Regions from separate parts of the Ovis aries genome. Here regions 1 and 2 are each linked to region 3. A link is a contact called in public Hi-C data. All regions are on one chromosome and are shown on one strand. Each heading gives the region's core, a stretch centred on a gene start, on an enhancer-like site or on the middle of the called end of the contact. The rest is flanking DNA. Distances are from core to core; before and after follow the strand shown. Region 1 has its middle 290 kb from the start of TRNAC-GCA. Region 2 has its middle 69 kb from the start of TRNAC-GCA. Region 3 overlaps LOC121819676 (a long non-coding RNA gene).

Region 1 (5,083 bases), core at 1,121-3,620, 820 kb before region 3:
ATCAAATTCATAGCAGCCTGTGGCCTAAAAAATGATCAACTATACATATTCTAAAGCACCATTTTTCCTAACATAAAGCTACAAACATCTGCACTGATTACAATTAAAAACAGTGTAAAAGATTATCACTCCAATTATAGCTTCTTGTTCTCATCAAAATTCACAACTGTCCTCAGACAGCAATGTGTGTGATGGCCATATGCCTTTTTCTCTAAAATAAAACCTTCTTGAGATTTTTGCCCCCAGTTCTTTACAATGAATATATGCAGTTGTAGTGAATTTATCTTTATCAGAAAAGTAATATCTTATTGAGACATGTTTTTAAAAAATTTTGAAAGTCTATCTTTTCTGTCTCTGTAAATCTTCTTAGAAGAAATGCAGAAAAGCATTAGTATGCCACCTAGCAAAAAAGTTTCTAGTGTTCCAAAATTTTTTGAATGCTCTTTTAAAGGAACATTACTCTCTATGGTTTTCAGTATTATTGATAGTGAGAAGTGTAGAGAAGCTACCGAATTTGAAATACATATTCATTAAATTAATACAAATATTATATTAAAAACTAGAACAATATTTCTCAGAATTTTATAAGTACCTTTTTTGCATATGGAAATAAAACGGAAGTACATTTGTAATAAGTAATAGAAAATGTAAAAAACTGAATACAATTTTTAAATTATTTAAAGTTCAGATAAGAAATTACACAAGAAAATTAAAAATCACAAAACAGTTGAACTGTATTTCTTATTTAGGATCTAATATTGCCATTTAAGGATAAAAAATTCAGGGAGATTATTCAATAATTTTTGTAACATGAGTTTTTCCTCATCATTGTTTAAACTTTGCAAACAAGGAAAAAAGTGAAAACCCAGACTTCTCTTTAAGCAATTTATACTAAAATTTAGTACAAAGTGGGCAAATTAAAGAACATTCTCTTTGGCTTGTTATTTTTAAAGGAGTATTCTTACATTAAGATATCTGCTTATTGCCAAAATCAAATGTTCAAGAAGAATACAACTAAGGCAACACATCCCATAAATCAAAGATTAAATTTCTACTTTTTGAATTTCTAATTTTGCTTATAACTGAATCTTTGAAAGTGAGTACTTTAATACATATGCCAAAAGTAAAGAAAATAACCAATAACATTATTTTCCCTGTGATGTTACTTTAAATGTATGAAAAGTTAAAGTTCCACACCTCTTAAACAAGTACTAAACTCATTTACTACAGTCTTTCAAGTTGGGATGTTTTATTAAAGTATTTATTTTTCCACTGAACACCCTGTCTATAGTTACAACTTGTATTTCTTACTGATCTCCAACCATAATAAAAAATATGTGATTCTCATGCCATGAGGTCTTCATCATTCCTGGTCTATACATGTAGTGCTACAGCCCTCCCTCTTTTTGGTGACTTTAATCCTTGATCCATGACTAACACTATGCAGATACTTGATAAAACAAATTTAGAAATCAGCTTCCTTGCGTCATTAAAAGGCATCTATACCTCACAGCAAAAACATTACAAATCTAATCTTTTCACATTATCCAAGAAGGCAATCCTGTACTGCCAGAGTAGAATGCTTTAAAACGTGTGAATCAATGGGTTCAAAGGCGGAATCCCTTCACATGTGAAACAAATCTATAAAAAGAAAGATAGAAATGTGCGGTTTATGGTAAAGAATCCTCAATGCCAGTTGAAGATTAACTTATTAAAGAAAGTTCAAATACACTCTACATACATATAATGTGACTACGGCCACCTTAATAATAATTTACAAGGATAACAGTGGAAAGCTGTATTTCTGAGAATGACAATAATATCTTAGCCTGTAAAGCTTGGCAAACTGAGGTTCCAAGTGCTGTTGCTCTAGCGGGGCTGAGGGCGGGGGTCAGGGAAGAGCATCAGAGAATAGAACTATTTTAAGTGTTTCCAAGGAGGTGGTTCTTTGACTTTATGCCCAAAGGGGACAATTTATTGAAAAGTGAAAGCCTGTTAGAATCAAGGAAAAAAAAAAAAAGAGGCTTCCATTTTTGGAGAAAATGAAAATCCAAACAGGAATTTTGAAGAGAAGTGGGGGAGAAATTCAAAAAATGGATACGAATAGAAGAAGAATCCTAATTCTAGGACTAGATCCACCCAAACTAAAACGTCACCAACAACTAAAAGGCAGGTTATTCAAACCTCTGAGATATTTTAAAACTAAAATCTTTACATTTTTCAAGCAAAATAGCTCCTTTTTGTCTGAATTCTCTGAATAACTATGGCAATTCCTCCCCTTCCCTTGCCTTGTAGACACTATCTCCATGCGAACAGGAATGCTTTCCTGAGATCAGAGGGTCTTGGGGAACTTCTCATGGAGCCACTAGATGGCATGAAAGCACTGCACTGGGTCGCTCCACCACCGCCGCTGGCGCCCTGGAGGGGTTTATACTCCTGCTGAGAGCTCAGCGTTCAGCCACACAAGATGCATTTTCTTTCAGAGACATCTTTCTGTGTCGCAAGACACTTTTCAGGACACAAAGAGGGTCCTCCACCCTCCCTCCCCCCACGACACTCAGAAAATGTCGAATTAAATTTGGAATAGCGAAAATCATTTCAGTGTTTACTGGGGTTTCCTGAGAACTTTACCTTTGGCTCTTTAGGGGCTAGCCTGCTATTTGTTATGCAGCCTCCCCTACTAGGTAGTGAGGGGCAAAGAGAAGTCCCTTCAGCATCAGCCTGGCGCTCAAACCACTGCACACAAAGTTTTCATATTCTCAGTCATCTTGCTCTCTTTCCTGATTTTTTTTCCCATCAAAAATTCTCTTTGTCTTTCTTCATCTGATATTGTGGAGTCCCTCATTAAGGATTGCAATATGAAAAGCTGGATTTATAACTGCTGTCAGAATGGCGGTTGTCCTCTTAATTCTTTACCAGCCAAGAGGAAATACCTTTGTTCGTCCTTTTCAAATGCGACGCTTTTGCTTCATAGAATGTTTCTGCTTGATCACAAGGTATCTACTAATCTACCCTCCAAACTTGGAGATATAACTTTATAAGGGGTGTATTCCCAGCTTCTTGATATATGATATATACAGAAGGCTTATACCTCCCTGGGCCTCCACAACAGGAACAATTACCATATTCCCCCAGATATTATCACCATCTCGCTTCACAAAATGTCCATTGTAAAAGCTGTTTTGATCTTTTGGATAAGTGCCTTAATTTAAAATAATAGCAAAAAGGTAAAATTAGGCCTCTATGCTCAGCAGGGCATGAATGACAAATCTGCTGTAGTTTGGGGTATATCTTAAAAGATTCCTTTTAAAACCTCTTATAGCAAATTTACATATGATCAAAAACTATATTACACACTGAAAAACTGAACTGCATAATTTATTTCATGTGCTACTGATACAGCTATGTTTATACATATAATGGGTTTTATAATTCAAAATTTGAAAGATTTCTAAAGGCAATTTTTTTTTTTTTTTTTTTTTTTTAGTTTTGAGCGACTGATAAAAAGGTTTCCTTTTTCCCCTGTGTGTTGCCTCTCAGAGGAAGATTATCATTTTCGGATATCCTCTTAGCCCTGATTTCAGTGACTTTGTGAAAACTGGAGATTTTATGGTGACATTCAATTAAAACATCTAGGAATGTTTTAAATAAGGGTTCAATAAAATGTAATCACACTTCTTTAGAAATACAAATATTGGAGATCAAATGGACAACCTGGCAAAGTTACTTCATAGGCAACATTATATCATTTTACCCTGGGTATTTTTAGTTTGTGGGAACGTAAGTTAATTTGTCATGTTAAATAAATGCATGAATTGAGTCCTGTGAGTCATATTTTCAATGGCTCTAATCATTGGTATCATTTAATATCTACACTTTTAGTACAGTCTCCAAAACTCCATTATTATTATTATTACATGAGTTGCTATAAAATAGATATAGGTAGGTAGGTAGATATCTTGAAATAGAAGCCTTACGTGCACATAACTGACTTGCTTTCTTAAGACGCTCTATAGAATTCACAGATAGTCATAAGAGATATAATACAGACTAATGGTTTAATACTTAAAATGAGTGGTTTTATATGCAGATCTAAAACAATTTCTAGAAGTATGATTTCAACTGACTGTGAGCGGCAACTAAGTTTTTTGTGGTATCTAAGTATTTAACGCCAGTGGAGCAGAAAGTCACTTTATGCTTGAAAAGCCACCTGCAGGTATATACATATACGCTTTAGAAACTGCCCGTTCAGTTCTGCTTGATCACTTGCTGAAAAATAATAGCATTACACTGGTTCTGAGAGGGACAATGCACCCATAATGACTGTGTTAATTATTTCAATGAAAGTGTTTTCTAAATTATAAAAAAAAAAATTGGACCCCCATGTGAATAAATGACTAAACTATTTCCATAAAATGGAAAACACCAACACTCCCAAGTTTTCATGGTAGAGGGGTAATGGGTGGAAGCAACACAGACTAATATTTTGTGGGGGTTTTTTGTATTCATACATTCAAAGAGTCTGATCAAATGTGCAACATCATTTTATGCAAAAACCACTTGTAAATGCTTTTGTAGGTGTACTAGGTCAAGCTTAAAAGGCCACATGCACATTACACATTTGGAGTCACACCAAGCAGTGTTGACTAGTACTTGAAATGATTGGTAATACATTTCATTCTCATTTGTCAATTGGTTTTCTATAGTATTAGTATTATAAAATATAAAGAAAATCTACTGATCAGAATCTTACTTTAAAAAAAGACTTTTCTGTGGGTTTTGTTTTTATTTTTTTCTTGAGAGAGTTTTTTTTTTTTTTCTTGAATACTGGTTGGTTTATTTGGCCAACCAATTAACTAAATAGCAAATAATTTAATAATTGAATATTCAAACAACTAAATGTCCTATTCATTCTGTGACAATAAAAAGCACACACTAATAACAGAGTAGAGATTACATAGAAATAAGCTCCTCAGCTTATCTACTGATATTTTATTTCATGCTCGTGGTCAGGCTTCTGCAAAGCCATTGTTATCTTTAAGAAAAACCAGACACCCATTAGTAATTTGGAAACTGTTAATAA
Region 2 (4,357 bases), core at 1,835-4,334, 600 kb before region 3:
GTTACCATGAGAAAGCATCGGCAGAAACACCAAATAGTACAAATAGACTCCTGGGAACATTAGACAATTTTTTTTTTCTTTTGGCCACAATCAGTGGCATGTGGAGTCTTACTTCCCTGACCAGGGATCAAACCCTTACCCTTGGCAGTGAAAGCGCAGAGTTCTAACCACTGGACAGACAGTGAATTCCCAGCAATTATTATGACTGGATATAGAACTTACACAGAATATAAAATATTAAAGAAACAGAGTGTGGAATCAAAAATATGACAGAGAATAGGAGAACACTGAAATAAGATCCAGTTTATTTTCTAAAGAACCAAATGAATCATGTAGAAATGGAGGCATGCCCATTGATATATGGGGCACATTGATATAGGCACCTCTACTTTGAATGGTGGGGCAACTCAAACATGTGAATAAAAGGAGTTAAAAATACACGCACATTCCTGTCATGTTCTGATTCATATTTACCTGACACTGCCCCGTGTTTCTGGCCTTATCCACCTTTATAATATGGAATAATTAGACACAGTAGCTAAAACGCCTGCTGCTGCTGCTGCTGCTGCTAAGTCTCTTCAGTCATGTCCGACTCTGTGTGACCCCATAGACGGCAGCCCGCCAGGCTCCTCCGTCCCTGGGATTCTCCAGGCAAGAACACTGGAGTGGGTTGCCATTTCCTTCTCCAACACATGAAAGTGAAAAGTGAAAGTGAAGTCGCTCAGTCATGCCCGACTCTTAGCGACCCCATGGACTGCAGCCCACCAGGCTCCTCCGTCCATGGGCTTTCCCAGGCAAGAGTACTGGAGTGGGTTGAGATAAAGAGCCTACTATATCTTAATTAATTCATTGATTGATGGACTTGTTTTGGCTGTGCTTGGCCTTCATTGCTACGCAAGGGCTTTCTCTAGCTGCAGAGAACGTGGGCTACTCCTTAGCTGCGGCGCGGGGGCTTGTCACTACAGTCGCTTCTCTTGTTGCACATTATGGGCTCTAACCTGCATGGGCTTCAGCAGCTGTTGCTCCCAGGCTCTAGAGCACAGACTCGGAAGCTGTGGTCCACAGGCTTTGTTGCCCTGAGGCATGTGGGATCTTCCTGGACCAGGGATTGAACTGGTGTCCCTTGCACTGCAAGGTGGATTCTTTAACTTGGACAACCAGGGAAGCCCTCAGCTGCTGTTTTTGGATATTCCAAAATAGCAGTTTTCTTTATCTCTTTTTAAAAGAACTTTTTGAAACGAACCTAATACGCAAAACAAATTATAATTACCTTCCTAGGTTGAGGAGGGTGATAGTGGAAACGAATGAGGAGAGTAATGGAGAGTGGGTCCTTACCAGCGTGAGCCCCACATGCCAGCCTCTGCCACTTGACACCCTGGGTATCCTAGAGCCGTTTGAAAACTTCCTGCTCTGGTCAGGCTGACTAACTTGCTGCTTCAATTGCTTCTTCCCATTAATTTCCTAAAGGTACAGTTCCTGGATGGTTTTTATCACCAGAAAGAATTATCTCTTTAGCAAATGACTAAAAGATTGCAAGTACAGGGTATTTTTGTTTTTATTCCCACATGTTCAGCCATTTTCATATCATTTGCCTCTCAACTAACACTATTAAATATAGTTAAAGAGAATTTCTTTCTCCACAATGGAGGTAGGATTTATTAGAATAATTCATTGTTCCCTAAAGACAGAAATATACATATATTGCAATTGCTGCAAATCACATATGTAGTTACCATCTTTCCTGGTTTGGGATTTTTTTTTTCTCTTCTCTTCTACTGAAGCCCCATTTTGCACAATCAAAACTTAGCAACTTCATTAAATGCATCGCCTGATGCACCTGTTTGGATTCTGGGTATCATTTTCTTTTCTCCAACACATTTTTATTCAAGATGTGCCGAATTTCCCAGAGGCTGTCTGGAGACTTTGAGACATCTGTACCGAGCAGTTTGCTAAAACTAACAAAAAGTATTGAAGCAAAAATCAAACTTTAGGGCATCAATTTAACCATTCCTTTTCAAGTACCCTGGATTGATGGAACATGTCAGCCCTGATACATCCACCATCACTGCTCAGTGCTTAGAATAACTATGAAAGCAGAACTGACTGCACTCTAATGAACGCTGTCATCGGGAGAGGTGTGAAGCCCGTGAAGAGAAAACAAGGCAGGAAATATTGTGGGAAACTTTGACGGGAAAGGAGTGACTAAGAGGAAAACAGACTACGAGGAATACCAAAAATAAATATCACGTATAACACAGTATCATCTACACAAGTGACTATGTATAAGGAGTTAAGCCTATTAGCAAAGAAGAAAGCATCCAGTCAAGGATATAATGATCAAATCTTTAAATTCTCAGCACACAACTCAGTTCTAGGATCCCCATTTTCTGAAGGTTTCCTTTTATCACGTGTAAATGTGCAATGATCGTTTCATTGGTTCTCTCCAATGAGTTTATACATTTAAAGAACCGTGGCCCAACAAAGGAGGTGGAAATACTGGAGTACGCAAAGAGGAGAAAATGTGACTAACAAATGGAAATTCTTTTCCTAATCTCGAGGAACCTCTCAAAAAAGCCAATTTCTGGTCTCACATCAGCTGTTCTGAATCAGATTTTGGTGTTTTTTTTTAAGGCATATTGGGGTAGAGAGAATTCTAAAAAAAAAAAAAAAAAATTAACATACAAGATTGTGACCAGCAGGGGGCAGGATGGCTTTAATATTTACATGAAGAAATATTTAAGAGATGTACAAATGTATTTGCATAGATTCTGCAACAGATTGCAAAAGTGGCTGCAGTTCATCACTCCTCCCTGTATCCTTGCCTTTGATAGTCTGACAGTGAAGCTCCTCCCATCTAGACTCAGAGGTTACGTTCTACCTCTTGAACCTGAGTTTGCTGTATGTTTTGCCTTAGCTACTAGAGTCCAGGAGCAGTGAGGCTGTGAGTTCTGAGCCTATGGCTCAAGAAACCTTGCACATTGCCATTCACTCACTCTTTTTGAACTCTGTTACTACATATGAAACAAGCCCAGCCAAGCATAGCCTGATTGGTGAGTGTGGCCAACCCAAACTGGCCAGAGTCCAGCTGACCAGTTAACTCACTACACTACATGAATGAGTTCAACCAAGATCAGTCAAGCTGGGCTCAGTCCAGAACTGTCCGATCAAGTCACACAGAGTACTAAGCCAAATCAATGTTTACTGTTTTAAGCCACTGTCTTTTGATGTGGTGTGTTAAGAACAATAGTTAAGTGATTCTGTCTCCAAACAAAAGTGTCATTTCATGTCCCTTTTGTCATATAAATGCCCACTGAGTCATTCACTTAGAATTTTTTTCAGTGCCTGTTCGATATTAGCTGTTAGGGCACAGACTATTCAATAAGCATTCACTGAGTATCAACTAGCACTATAATTACTTAGAATGCAAAAATGAGAACAGAAAGGAATACTCTCAAAAAGTTAGTTTTCTGGTAAGTAAAAACAGACATTTGGGGACTGACTGCAAAGAAGCAGCACAGAGGAATTTTAGAAGTGATACAACTAAGAACTGTGGTGTTATACACATAACTCCATTTGTCAAAACTCAACACTGTATGTGTAGAAGTGGCAACCCACTCCAGTACTTTTGCCTGGGAAATCCCATGGACAGAAGAGCCTGGGGGCTACAGCCCATGGAGTCACAAAAGGCAGACATGACTTAGTAACTAAACAACAACAACAACAACACTGTATACCACAGTGACGTTTTCTATATATATATATCGACTAAGACATGAGGGAACCTGGTCTAAGGGTATAACAAATCTGTCCCATAATCACACTGAAGAAGGTGGAGAGAATAAAGGGGCCGACCTGAGTGATTCTGGAAAACCGTCTTTTGATTGATACGGTAAAAATTCAAAAAACAAAGTCACAAATATTGTACTTCTGTATTCTAGATGATAAGTTTTTCTCAGAAGGATATTGAATTAGTAATCCTAAAACTATTTTATGTAAATAATCAGATCGAGCAACTAAGTAAATATATTTGTAGTGTTAAGAGCTATGTTTCTACTGTCAGAGAAATAAGGTATAAATGAAGGGGAAAGATTAGAATGAACTGCTTTCTTCAGTATGCAATACAAATATGATCATATCAGTAATAGTTTATCATCTTTCTTTTTTTAAAAGGTATATACAGATAAAGAGATACAAAAATAAAAGTATGTGTGTGCATAGGTAACTATACATACATATATCTCCTAGCGCTGTGTGTTGAGAAGGCCTAGAAACAGAGACATCTGGTAGGAACTAGCACCCTTAGTATCCAGACCTTGGTTTCTAAATACCATTTCTAATTACAAAGAAGCAAGGATCC
Region 3 (4,421 bases), core at 1,721-4,220:
GCATCTCTGTCAATGAATCCTCTACCCCACTGCATATCAAAGTCAACTTTTTCCTGGTACAATGGAAATCTTCATAGAACAGAAGATGATTACAGAAAAATTAAATTACACTAGGCACACAACAAGAAACTGTGAATCAAACCCATTTCAGAGGTATCTTTGGATACTGAAAGCGCCTTGAAAAATGGAGAAGGTGAAAAATTTTCCTAAGAAACATTGTTTCTAGAATGTAGCTTTATTTATAACTTGAAAATCGGATCTAGAATGGCTTCTTATTGTTGTCTGATATTCTTTGGTTTCATTAGCTCTAAATAGTGTTGATTTAAGAAAATAGAAAAATAGAATTAAGTGTCAAAATAGTAGAATTCGCTATACACCTAATCACCTCTGAAGCATAAGCTTGTTAAACCCTATTTAAAGGACTGTTTATTTTGAATAGAAAATTAGGCCAGTGAAATTGTTTCTTATTCACAAGAAATATGGATGTATGCATATTATGATATTACATGTGGCATTACCATAGTATTACATATATGATGAGTATATATAAAAATATATAAGCCATGGATATCCATGAATATTACAGTGGATTGGTACAGTGTGTGTGTGTGAAGTAAAGGTGGAGACAAGGCTTCTCATTCTGTTCAGGTCTTCCTTAATATATCTCTCCTTAAATTAGCAAGTAAATTAAGGGATGAAGACAGGCCAAACTGTCTTTAGACTGTGTCTGTGTTCCTTTGTCACACATGCCCTCCCTCTGGGCTCACTTTGGAGAGTGTGTGTGTGTGTGTACTTCCTTTCCTGCTTGTTGAGAAGCAAGAAGGAAGGAAGGGATGCCAGGATGGGATTATTGATCAGAAAGGCACATCATTACATGTAAAATGAGATGGAAATATTTGAAATCCTGCTACATGGTTATCTGGGGTGGGGGACTTGTGTGTGGTAGCAGGCAGGCTGGTGGCATAAATCACTTGGGGAGAGGGGAGAGGCTCCCAGCTCTCGGAGTGGCCTCCCTTTCAGCTTCGGTGAAACCTGCAGGGGCTCAATGACATTTGGCTTCAGGGAGTAGATATTCAAGGACACCTGTGTGCATCTGGTTGGAGACAGGAGTGTGTGTGTGTCTGTGTGTGTGTGTAGGAGGGAGTAGGGACGTCATAAAAAAATTCATTGGAAAAAAATACTGATCCTAAAATTCTACCATATCATCAACTGGAGTCAGGCACCCAGGTCACTAACATGTCCAGGTTCCCTCATAGACTGCGGAACAGTATTTCTTTCGATGGTACAATATGGCTTCTTTCGTGTCTTTGGTTCTTTATGGTGCTTCCTTAGAGTGGGGCGAGGCTCTAGCCTCCCCCTCCTCTGTTCTCCATCCCCGAAAACAAACCATTCTACCACTTGAGCCATCTGCCGCAGGTGTAATGGATGGCAGGGGGCCGACCTAACCACACTTCAGTCTCTTCTAGGTCGTCACCGCTCTGCACCAAACAAATGAGTCCTGTTTCGCCACTAGGGTGCCGAGGTGGATGGTGGATGCCGGCCCCCGCCCCTGGCAGCGTTCAGCGCTTAGAAACCAGAGCCAGCTGACAACACACGAAACACACAGGCACAGAGAAAACGCCGAGCCAACGTGCGCTCCCTCCGCCCCCTCCCTCTGTTCTCTGTACCCGTGGAGGACATGAACACAGCCTTTATACATTTTAAAGCCCCTGCGACTTCCTCTGAATTCTTGGTTACTTACGACGGCCTTTCCTACAGCACATAGCCCCTGGTGTGGTGTGTGTGTGTGTGTGTGTGTGTGTGTGTGCGCGCGCGCGCGCGCGCAAATGTGCGTGTGTATTTAAAACGCTTATTGGTAGGTCATCAGCAGCTGATCAGACATAGTAATCCAATAATCTTTTTGAATGCATACAATTTTTCTTTAAAGGTAATTTTTTTTTAAAGAAAAAAGGAAATCTCTCGATTTCCTAAGTCTTGGGGTCCCAGCTTGGGTTCCAGGCAACCACCGAGCTGCGCAGCCTCCGCCTCGCCAAACTTTCCCTTTCCAGGTTTGAGCGAGGCTCAAATGTTCACTTCATGACTGAGCGGGGGCTGCTTTGCACGCGGGTGTGGGAGAGAGGGGAGCCGCGGGGACGCTCAGATAGGGAGGGGACTCGGGTAGCGGGAACACCCCCCCCCCCAACCTCTCCCCACATCCCCCGCCACCCTCGCTTGGAACCCTGGCCGGACGCACAGGGGGCCTCGGGGCCGGAGCCGGGAGTCCAGCCTTGCCAGGCACACAGCACCGTTTTGACCCCGGCCCTCTGCTCGGATCCCTGCCCGCCGCACCTCACCCCGCTCGCCTGCTCGCCCCCACCCCCATTTGTATCCGCCTTCGAGTAGCCCCGGGTCACGGAGCCCGTCTCCTGGGCCTGGGCGATGGGCGGAGGCTGGACCCCGCCAGGAATCGAACTCCGCCGTCCCCCGAGTACTCACCTCGAGTAAGGCCCTGGCAAATGCTGGCCCCGAAGCGTCAAGTTTCCTCTCCCAGCCGCTATGCCAGATCCTCCTCCTGCCTGCTGCTCCTCTCCGAAAGCTCGCCTCTCCCTCTCTCCTCTCTCTCCTCTGTCACACACAAGGATTACTTGTGACTTTTAGAGGCAAAAGCTTGCTTATTCAGAGAGGAGAGGGAGGGGAGAGAGAAGGGAGGCGGGAGGGAGGGGAGAGAGGGGGAGACTGAAGTCGAAGGGGGATGGATGGAGGATGGAGAGGGGGTGGGGAATCGGAGGTAGTGAAGGCGTAGGTAGAGGGGGAGGAGGGAGGGGACGGGTAGGGTGGAGTAACCGAAGATGGGCTGGGATGGGACGGCGAGGAATAAATTGCTCCCCACCCAGCTGCAGTGCGACGCCCCCAGCGTCCCGGGGGAGCCGGTACGTCAGATCGCGGCCGGCTTTAGGCGGGGCGGTACAAAAGCGCCGCGGGACCCCCTTCTCGGGCTTCCACCCCGCCCGAGCGAGCGCCGGAGGCCGCTCCACGCTCCAGCGGTCCTCCGCCCGGACCAGGGTGGCTGTCTAAGGGCTCCAACGCTCCACGCAACTTAGATTTCCTTCCTGGGTTCCTGGCCACCCTCGCCCGCGTCTCAGACCAGAACTAAAAGCTCGCGGAGACCCCCGTGCGTCCTTAGCCTCCGGCGCCCACCTTAACCAGAGCCCCTGGGCCGGGCGCGCTCTCCCCGGCGGCTGCCGCACCGCCCAGGCTCGCTCAGCCTCAGTCAGCCCCGCGGCTCTGCTCACATTTGGGGTACCCCCTCAGCTAGTTATGAAGGAGGTGTATGTCTGTGTGTGTGTGTGTGCGTGCGCGCGCGTGTGTGTGCGCAGCGCGCAAGCTCCAGGCTAGAAAGAAGGTGACATCCGGGCACGAAAAAGTAGCTTCGGTCTCCTGCAGCTTAGAGCCCGGCCACCTAGTCCGGTCACATCCAGTACTTGAGATGACAGTCTGCGTCAAGGACCAAGGCAGGAGCTCACTGGATCATTTCAACTGAGTTTCTATACAACAAGGATTGTTTATAATCAGTACTATTAAATACGAAAATAGGCTTTAAAAAAATAAAGAATAGTTGCAGAGAAAGAAGGGGGTCGTTTTAGCAATGGTCAGGAACCAAGTGGTTGAAATGTTTTGTGTGTTTTTTTTTTGTTTTTTTTTGTTTTTTTTACAAGAGCATTCATGATGGATAAAGGTGGAAGCTTCAGACTGGTACAAAACCAGTTCATTACGTGACGGGATTTTAAAAATAGGAGCATGCTTTTCGACATAGATGACACGTTAGTTCTCTGTTAACTGCATTAAGCTAGCCCCACGGAACGATTACCCGGCCGCTTTCAATGTGCAAACATGGGTATACTACAGAGGGTGTGCACAAGCGTTTGCAGAACTTTGTACACACACACACACACACACACATTTATAAAGAGAAAAACAACACCAGCACCCTAAACTCATAAATACCTATATTTTCTCAAACAACTGTCCCTTAATATGGCAATTTTCCTCTGCATTTCCTTGCTGACCTGTAGATGCAACATTAGAGTTATAGAGTAGGCTACTCGGATCGACATAATTCTGCTTACATTTATCGTGGATGACACGTCATAAAATGCTAGAGGGGGAGGGGAAACCATGAGGGGCGTGGAGATGGCTTTTATTAACAGTTATAGTCTCCCCTCGCTGTTTAATTTAAATAATAGAAATGATGTCACGGTAACCATCCTCCTTCTCCCAGTTCAGCGAAACCACTGGGATGGTTTGGTGAACAATGCATTGTACATTTGGTTAGGGGATGATTATTGCTGTAGAGTTATATAGACTCATCCTGTGGCCTTTAAAAAAAATTGCTGAACATTAACTTATTGGAACATTTGGCATGTTTTAGAGGCCATTGACCT

The links. Hi-C and Micro-C count contacts between places; a contact is called where the count stands out from the background.
Region 1: a Hi-C map of hypothalamus shows a contact between it and region 3, with 7 times the contacts expected there. The contact joins two enhancer-like sites. A contact is called at or near these places in 4 of 16 Hi-C or Micro-C datasets (hypothalamus, liver, skin fibroblasts and 1 more).
Region 2: a Hi-C map of blood shows a contact between it and region 3, with 5 times the contacts expected there. The contact joins two enhancer-like sites. A contact is called at or near these places in 7 of 16 Hi-C or Micro-C datasets (blood, hypothalamus, liver and 3 more).

Annotation. Positions count from the first base shown.
Region 1 is chr5:85,039,556-85,044,638 of ARS-UI_Ramb_v3.0, forward strand. No RefSeq gene overlaps it. Among named protein-coding and RNA genes, the nearest start is that of TRNAC-GCA, 290 kb to the right of the region's middle. Within about 2 kb of position 2,371, at least 9 of the 54 cell types and tissues checked have an H3K27ac peak or open chromatin away from gene starts, as enhancers often do. A contact at or near this core is called in hypothalamus, where this site is marked.
Region 2 is chr5:85,260,092-85,264,448 of ARS-UI_Ramb_v3.0, forward strand. No RefSeq gene overlaps it. Among named protein-coding and RNA genes, the nearest start is that of TRNAC-GCA, 69 kb to the right of the region's middle. Within about 2 kb of position 3,085, at least 5 of the 54 cell types and tissues checked have an H3K27ac peak or open chromatin away from gene starts, as enhancers often do.
Region 3 is chr5:85,861,286-85,865,706 of ARS-UI_Ramb_v3.0, forward strand. It overlaps LOC121819676 (a long non-coding RNA gene), which reads right to left. Exons shown (of 4, transcript XR_006060029.2): 1 at 2,476-4,421. Among named protein-coding and RNA genes, the nearest start is that of MEF2C, 140 kb to the right of the region's middle. Within about 2 kb of position 2,971, at least 9 of the 54 cell types and tissues checked have an H3K27ac peak or open chromatin away from gene starts, as enhancers often do. A contact at or near this core is called in hypothalamus, where this site is marked.